Regions from separate parts of the Triticum aestivum genome. Here region 2 is linked to region 1. Evidence: chromatin contacts called from public Hi-C data. All regions are on one chromosome and are shown on one strand. Each heading gives the region's core, a stretch centred on a gene start, on an enhancer-like site or on the middle of the called end of the contact. The rest is flanking DNA. Distances are from core to core; before and after follow the strand shown.

Region 1 (4,358 bases), core at 857-3,356:
CTACAGTAAATATTATCCTGCCGGTAATATCACAGTATATTAACTTTTAAAAGAAATGCACGCAGTCACCTGTCATGAGCACCCATTTGGGAATAATACTAGACCTACGAACCGACCTACTAAGGCTGACGTAAATTTCCTTCTCCACATTCTCTCGCCCCCCTGATTTCTCGGGGTGTGGGCCGCTTCTCCCCCTGCTCCCAATCACAATCTGGCAATTGTTAATTTACGTAAAACTCAACGTAAGTGTTTGTGGGTGTAGCATTGCTCCCCATTTGGTGTGGTGGCTAGCATCACGCGTAGTGACCTGGATAGCACGAGTTAGATCCCCACCCGCTGCACTAATACTTCTTTAGTGATTTTTTTGTGCTATACATGGGCCGGCCCAGTCGGGGCACTCCTGTGCGGTAGACCGACTGTTTGGGAGATCCTATGTGCCGCTCTCTGCGGCAGTCTGTAGCCCGGACGCACAGGGGTATCTACAGCTGGGCCGGCCAATCAAGTACTATAGCTAAACTAAAAAGCGCGCTAGCCGCGGATCGAACATAGGATCTCGTACAAAAGGCAAAGCGACAATACCACTTGAGCTATGAACAACCACTGGTGGTTATGCCGCGCAAGATCTTAAGAACAAAACGCCAGCGCTGATCCAAAATACATTTCAAAATTTCGGGCACAAATTCTTTTTGAGGAAAAATACCAGAACATTTTTCAAATTTGCGAACATTTTTTTCAAAAATGGAACAGAATTGAAAACCCCAAACATTTTGAATTTCCCAAATATTTTTTGAAAACATGAACATTTTTGAAATATGTGAACAATTTTTTAAAGCATGAATGATTTTTGAATCTTGAGAACAAATTTGGAAGCGCGAACTATTTTTTAAAGCACGAACATTTTTTGAATCTTGAGAACAAATTTAGAAATGGGGAACAATTTTGAAAAATCCTAAACAAATTTGAAAGTGCGAACAATTTTTTAAGGCACAGACATTTTTTGAATCTTGAGAACAAATTTTGAAACGCAGAACAATTTTGCAAAATCCCGAACAAATTTGGAAGCGCAAACATTTTTTGAATATATGAAAAAAAATCTGGTACATTTTCTAAATTTCGAAAGTTTTGAACTTTTTTGGTGTAATGAGAACAATTTTGGAATGTTGAGAACATTTTTTGGAAATATGAACAAAATTTAAAATTTTCATTTCTTTTTTGAAAAAAGAGAAGAAAAGAAAAAGAAATAAAAAAGAAAATCAGAGACATTTTGTAGAACTGTGAACATGTTCTGAAAAAGAAAAATAAACTTGAAAAAGAAAAGGAAACAAAAAACGAAACAGAAAACGGGAAAAAAGAAACAGAAAAGTGGAAAACCAATAAAAGGAAAGAAAAACTGGTTCATGAAACCTTCTAGAAGGTTCACAAAACGGGGAGTGGGCAGTTCGTAAGCTATGTACGTAAATGTACGTAAGTGGGCCGGCCCAAAAGCATCGCTTGGTCGCTCGCCTTGTGTGAAGCGCCGGCAGTTTGCCACAATGGGCGGCCAATAGGATTTTCCCGACTGTTTGCCGTAACGAGCAGCGTATAGGAGCTCCCCGGGCGCCCCACCCGGAACGTTTCGTTTGATCCAAGGGGTCCTGGGATCCAACGTTAGGTAGATATCCTCGCCATTTCTAAAAAAGAAAAGAGGTAGATATCCTCGCCGAGAAAAAAAAAACCTTTGGAGCTCTTCCTGTGGTTAAAAGTCAACCCCTCCTCGTCTCCCAAACAGAAATCTGCTGGCCGAGATACTTAACCTGGAATGAGGTCAGCATGGCCGGCATTAATGATAAAATGTCATCTAAGTCAAGATGCCCACTGCGAGTTCACTACCCATCACAGTCTGCTGCAACACGCAGGGAGTAGATGTACCGAGTCAAGCAGGCGACGTACCATAACAACTTCCATTTGCGCCTTGTTTGAAAACAAGCAACTAGCCGAAGCGCCCCGAGAGTGACAGCCGGCTACCCCGCAAGAAAAGCCGAGGTGTTTCTGATGACGCGCAAGCAATCTCGCTCTCACGGGAGCCGTGACGCTGATGCACACTACTACTACTACTAGTCTACTACTCGGTCGTGGAAGCTCCTTTTCGCTTCCGGTCGCTGATTGCAGTGTCCGCCGTAGTTGTTGTTGTCTGTCCACGGAGTCAAAATTCCAAGGAAAACCTACCAGGCAAAAACCCCGTTCACCTACCGCGCTTCCAACTTCCGAGTCCAACAACCCCCCCCCCCCCCCCCCCCCCCGCGCATCGCTTTCCCTGCTAATCCAATCCACTTCCGCCTGCCACGCTACTTTCGTGCGAACTGCGCGCGAGAGCGAACGCTTTTTTCTCTTCTCCCACCGGCCCTCGCTTTCCCTCCCGCGCGGATCTTCTACCCGGACGGTGAACCGGGCTGGCTTTTCAACGTCCCGGAACTGGGACGTTGCTAGGCACCTAACCCCAACATCACAATTGGGTATAGCACATGACCTGGTCGAGCTACCGCAGCTGCATGGGCGGCTTGCTTTCTCCAGACTCTTGTTTGTGACGAAGAAATCTGAATAACCATGTACTGTAGAAGCAAGGAGCTTGGGGCCCTCTTTGATTGTTTATAAGATCGTCTATATATGCAGCCAACTCGTGGTCTACGTGCAGAAAATACTATGCTGTTTAAACAGATAGTGAAAACCGGATTTTTGCGACGGCAGGTGGGACGTAGCTGGGTCGCAGACTCACACGTGCCATCCAAACATGATTTTTTCTCTTATGATGGCAATTACCATCCAAACGTGCACGTACGTCGACAGTGATCGTAGAGCAATGTTTGCATGGGCATCTGCAACGTTTTAGCACTACGAACCTTAGACTTTTTAAATCTGGAAAATAATTCTAGCCCTCATCAAAGAGGAGGCGGCACTTTGGGTCGCCGCCGGTGCTAAAAAGTTGAGTTCAATCATGCCGGGAGAGTAGTCCCTTTGTAAGGCGGTGTTGTAATCCCTCAAACTCTTTCTTCTCTCTTAATTAATATATGAGGCAAATCTTTTGCCTCCTTTCAAAAAAAAATCTGGAAAATCATCTTAGAGCAACTTCAACACGCCTACTCAAACGGACACGCGCTTTGTCCGGTTTTATCCGCTTGGGTCGGCCGCCCGCTCGGCGTCCGCCCTGTTTTTTATTTGGATCGGCAGTGCGCTCAACACACCGATCCATATTTGCTCGCGTGACCGGCTTATCGCTGTTTTTTATAACAAATATATACACGGTTTGCATAGTTTCACAAGCGAGCAAATATAGTATAGTTCCACAACCCAAATAAACATATCATAATTTACAAGCTGGATAAAAATTAAATTGTCTCAAATACATTAAAAAAATATACATCTATTGGTTGCCAACATGAGCCCACATATACTTTACCAAATCATCTTGCGGCTGAATGTGAGTTTTCCAATCACGCATTTAATGATGAAATTGGGTGAACTGTGCAAACGTTGCCGCTCCTCCTCCATGCCCAGGCACAACATTGTCACCCTAGAACTGAAACCCTTGATCGTAGATATGTTCCAGGCGCTCATCCTCTACGATCATATTGTGCATGGTCACACAAACAGTCATCACCTCCCATAACTTCTTGGTGCTCCAAGTTCTAGCAGGATATCGAACGATGCCCCATCGAGATTGCAGAACACCAAAGGCATGCTCAACATCCTTCCTAGCACCCTCTTGCTTTTGGGCAAATCTTTTCCTCTTCTCTCCGACAGGGTTGAGAATTATCTTCGTAATAGTGGTCCACTGATGTAACGCCCCGGATTCGTTGCGCCAGGTGTCTGCCAGTTATTCACCGTCGTTGCCATGTCATTTGCTTGCGTGTTGCATTTTATCATGTCATCATGTGCATTTTATTTTACATACGTGTTCGTCCTATGCATCCGAGCTTTTTCCCCGTTGTCCGTTTTGCAATCCGGCACTCCTATGTCATCCGGCGTCCCCTTTTTGCCTCTTCTCTGTGCCGGTGTTAAATGTTCTCGGAATGGCCCGAGGTTTGCGAAGCGGCCTTGGTATAGCACCGGTAGACCGCCTGTCAAGTTTCGTGCCATTTGGAGGTCGTTTGATACTCCAACGGTTAACCGGGTAACCGCAAAGGCCTCTTTTGTGTGCAGCCCAACACCCCTTCCAAAGTGGCCCAAAACCCAGAAAACTCCCCTCCATGCTCTCGGTCGTTCGATCACGATCGCGTGGCCGAAAACCGCTCCTCATTTGGACTCTCCTAGCTCCCTCTACTTATAAATATGTGGCCTCCCCTGAAATTCTCGCAGTCCAAACCCTAGCCCACTTCCCTCGC
Region 2 (4,358 bases), core at 1,030-3,529, 250 kb after region 1:
TCAGAGGCCTCCATCGGGGCAGCAGCGTTGGCGCTGGCGAAGGCGGCCAGGGAGTCGTCCGTCGTGGCGCTGGAAGTGCGGACCACCAGCGTGGTTCCCGGCGACGAGGAGAAGAAGGAGCCGACGCTCCTCGTCCCGATCGGGAGTGAAGCAGCCGCGGCGGAGTCGAGGGGCCGGGAGAGGAGGGCCGCCAGGGAGGCCGGCAGGTAGCTGGCCGTGGAGGAGCCCGAGGCGGCGGATCCCGACATGGCGGCGGCGGCGCGATCGAAGATGGCGACGGCGCGACGTGGGGCGGCGGCGGCTTGGGGTGTAGCGGAAGCGTAGACCTAGTCTGATACCATGTAAGACAATAGGTTTAGGGAACCGGCTCAACCCTCTAGGAGTGGCCTATCTCATATATATATAACAAGGGGGTACAACGTTACATCGTACGTATTCATATACGTACACATATACAGGAGCTATACAGTCTAACACCAAGTCGTCTGGAACTAGACCGAGAGCACATAGCAAGACATTATCCGCCGGCTTTGGCTTGGCAGGGCTGGCGTTGACACTTCTCTTTGTAGCCCTGGTCGTCCACTTGGGGGTGAAAGGCTCTGCCTCGGGGCGGAGAGAGGAGGTTTGCACCTCGCGGAGGAGCAGGGGTGCCAGTTTCTTCATGAGGTTGTTGCAGAAGGCCTTGAGCCTGTCAAAGGCTATAGATTCTTGAGCCGTAATCCCTCCCCCTACAGCCTCATTGTCCACGGACGTCTTCGTGCACTGCTCCACAATGGTGGTGTTGCCCTCCCGAACAGCGCGGGTGGGAGCAGCTCGTCTTGAGGAAGCACAGCTAAGTCCCACACCGTTTCGAGTTCCAGCCCACGCACAGCAGGGGCATGCAACCCGTCAGCCCCACAAGCAACCTCATGTGCATGATTCCCATTAATCCCCTCGGGTGGGGCCCGTGCATGACCTCCTGAGTGGTGGGGTCATGTGGCACTGTATCCCCAACTACGCCCAACTGATACCAGGACATGAAAAACCACGATAGAATGTTATGTTCGTTACAAAGTAGGAGAGATAGCTCATAATTTTACCTGCCTATTTTAATATTACGGTGTAAATAGTTGTTTACTAAATATAATACCTGCCCGTGATTTACTTGCCTAAATAAAATCTGAAATTTTATTTGGCAAGCATTTATTGGCTTATCACAGAAAATATAATTTTATTTTGTAAATCACTAAAAGATAGGGCAGTTAAGGCCGTGGTTTTTCATGTAAAATCGATGAAAAATAATATATATAGATGGGGCTTAAAAAAACAAATAGAAAAAGATGAACTTACTTTTTTTAAAACACAATACAGACGCAGGCGCTTATATATACTCACATACACTCATCTATATGAACACACATGCAGACCGTACCCCTTTGAGCACCTCCATGAGACTAAGTCGGCATATCGTCTTCAGATCAACGAAGTCACGTCTCCTCCCTCTGAACACACATTGTCGGAAATTGTAAAATAAATTTAGAAATAATGCAAGTACCAGGACTTGAACCCTCGTTGACTGGGGATAACACTACCCTCCTAACCATCCAAGCTTGGTTTGCGATGAATGTACTTCAGGATGGATGAATAAGGTGGTGGAAAATAGAAAATTACGTTCTTTAGGATATGAGAGATTTCTAGAGTAGAGATGGTAGAGAATAAGATAAAAACACACACAAATATACTACTCTCTTCGTCTCATAATATAAAAACATTTTTTATACTAGTACTAAATATTTGCACAATAAGGTCTTCCTTGTTTCACACTAGTATTGCACATTTATTTGTTTCTGGAATCATGTGAATCTTCTTTAATTTTAGAGAAAAAAGGTCCTGCGAATCAAACAAGCACGGAATTAAGCTCTGTGCTGCGTCAACTGTGGTTGGCATCTGTAAACTATCGAACGGCAAGCGTGGTAGGCATTTAAATAAGGGAGTAACTAGAACTCATCTAGATGAGACGTAATTTGGTCTCATTCACTTGAAAAACAAGAACGGATACAACTCACGTCAGCACACAAGTATCTTATAGCATCACATCCAATGGCTATAAAAGATGAATGAGACTAAATTAAATCTCATCTAGATGAGTTCTGACAAAACTGTTTAAATAAAAGAAGCAAAAAAAAAGAAAAAGAGAGAGGCAACTATAGCCACAGAAGATCGTTCCGCGGTATCCTTCCTGGCAAGGGGCAACCCACCCCACCAACTCTCGCCATCGGCGGCCGTGTTTGGCACGCCGTCACGGCTTGCTCTCCCTATATAGCTCCTCAACCCGTCCACCCATCCCGTACCACTATCGAGCATCCGGGCAAGCAAGTGCAAGTCTGCTCCGTTCCCTCCCAAATCCACCCATCCCTCACCCGCGTCTCCTCCGGTTGCGGCACGAGAATGGGCAGCGTCGACGCCTCCGAGACGACGGTCACCGGGTGGGCCGCCAGGGACGCCACCGGCCACCTCTCCCCCTACACATACACCCTCAGGTACGTACGATCGGCCGTCCGAATCGACCCTCCGGATCTACCATTCCTCCCCGCATCCTCTGCTCCCGGTGTTCTCTTCGGCGGAATCTGTTCCTTTTCTTCCATGTTGTGCGGCATGCATGCAATCGCATCGACCATATGCCGATATGCGATGAGGTTTTGAAGGGTAAGCCCAAGAATCTGATGCGTAGAGCTCTGAAAGATTGATCTCGACAGTGGTTCCTGCTTTTCAGCCCACCAACTGAGCAGCAACCGCATGATGAACGCGCTGCGCTTTAGCCGTTACGCTTTATGCACCACTTCGGTTCGGAGGACCCGCGTCTGGTAGCCGATGCTTTTTGCCTGCGTGTTTGTTGTGTGTACGGTGCATGTTCTTGCTCCTCGGTAGGACTCAGATATGGTGCAAGTTGTCCAGCTGCGCGTGTAAATGAGTAGAGCACGTGTATTTATAAGATCTTTGTCACGTTTTGATGTTTCTTCGTTGACATATCCTTGTTTCCATATTACTACTATGTGTGGCGTCTGGTCTAAAAATTGCACCAACTGTTTGCAATAATACATACTTCTTTGGACTACAGTTTTTCAAGCCAAAATTATGCAGCTTTAGGTGACGATGATTTACGAAGTTATTTGTAGCAAATAAAACATTTTATTCCTGTTTTGGTAATTCACAATCACTTGAAATTATGAGTTTCCACATTTTGGGTTCTCCTCATCCATGTGAATTTTGACACCTGTAAAATAGATACTCCAGTGTTTTGCACCAAGTCCAGTTGACAGCATCCATATACGCCAATATTCCCTCTATAAAAAAATATATAAGCGTTTAGATCTCTTATATTTGTTTACGGAGGGAGTAACTGATACGGACTACCACTTTATGGCTCAGGGTTCGTCTATTTGCACGTGCCTGCTCTGTATTTGCACTTGCAGAAATACACAGCACTAGACACGAGTACAGTACTTGTTTTTTTTATTTTTGAGAAGGTACAGTACTTGTTGAAATTAACTAGTCCTCGCCAAAAAAAAAAGAAATTAACTAGTCAGTTTCGGGAGCGACGAATGCTCTGAATGGCACTTGCGGCAGAATAGTCAGCCAATTTCTCGTGTCGTCTTGTACCGAGGAATCTTGTGTTTTGCCATGGAATAACTGAGTAAGGATCTTCTTCAAGACAAGAATCTTGTGTAAGCATCTCTCTTACCTTTGTGTTTTGCCATGCTGTGGTAACAGGAAAACAGGCCCTGAAGACGTGGTGTTGAAGGTAAAATACTGCGGCATCTGCCACACAGACGTCCACCAGGTTAAGAACGACCTCGGCGCTTCCAAGTACCCCATGGTCCCAGGGTAAGCAACCACAACTACCTACGACTAAAATAGATGTAATTTCCTTGATGAATCCGAAATTAAAATGAAGATAAACCCTGCTAGTACTACTTAGTTTGAAACACAAAGTCCATCTGAGAAGAGAATGGCAACAGAATCATGCGTGAAGGTGGGGCATGCAGTAGGAATTTGGTGGGTGGCGGTGCCGTCAGACTTCCAGAAGCAACGGAGCACTGAGATAGAGCGTGCGTCACTTTTGGCATTATTTTTTCACTGTCATAGTAGGTAGAGACGTAGACACTAAATGTGCGCCATCAGTTCGAGAGAGAAATGCGTAAAAAGGACTCCATCAACTATCATCATCACCTTCTAGTCCGGATTAATAATGTTTCTTGGTGGCTGACAAAATGATATGCAGGCATGAGGTGGTTGGCGAGGTGGTGGAGGTCGGGCCGGAGGTGAGCAAGTTCCGCGCCGGCGACGTGGTGGGCGTCGGGGTGATCGTGGGGTGCTGC

The links. A called contact is a pair of places that touch in the nucleus more often than the background predicts.
Region 2: a contact with region 1 is called in a Hi-C map of leaf, with 9 times the contacts expected there. The contact joins the promoter of LOC123136821 here to the enhancer-like site in region 1. A contact is called at or near these places in 2 of 5 Hi-C or Micro-C datasets (both in leaf) and 1 of 1 datasets of contacts at active chromatin or transcription factors (leaf).

What each region holds. Positions count from the first base shown.
Region 1 is chr6B:251,714,670-251,719,027 of IWGSC CS RefSeq v2.1, forward strand. No RefSeq gene overlaps it. Among protein-coding and RNA genes, the nearest start is that of LOC123136820, 130 kb to the left of the region's middle. Within about 2 kb of position 2,107, at least 1 of the 8 cell types and tissues checked has an H3K27ac peak or open chromatin away from gene starts, as enhancers often do. A contact at or near this core is called in leaf, where this site is marked.
Region 2 is chr6B:251,963,222-251,967,579 of IWGSC CS RefSeq v2.1, forward strand. LOC123136821 (probable cinnamyl alcohol dehydrogenase) reads left to right here and starts at 2,280. Exons shown (of 4, transcript XM_044556326.1): 1 at 2,280-2,519; 2 at 3,751-3,864; 3 at 4,262-4,358. The coding sequence starts at 2,428.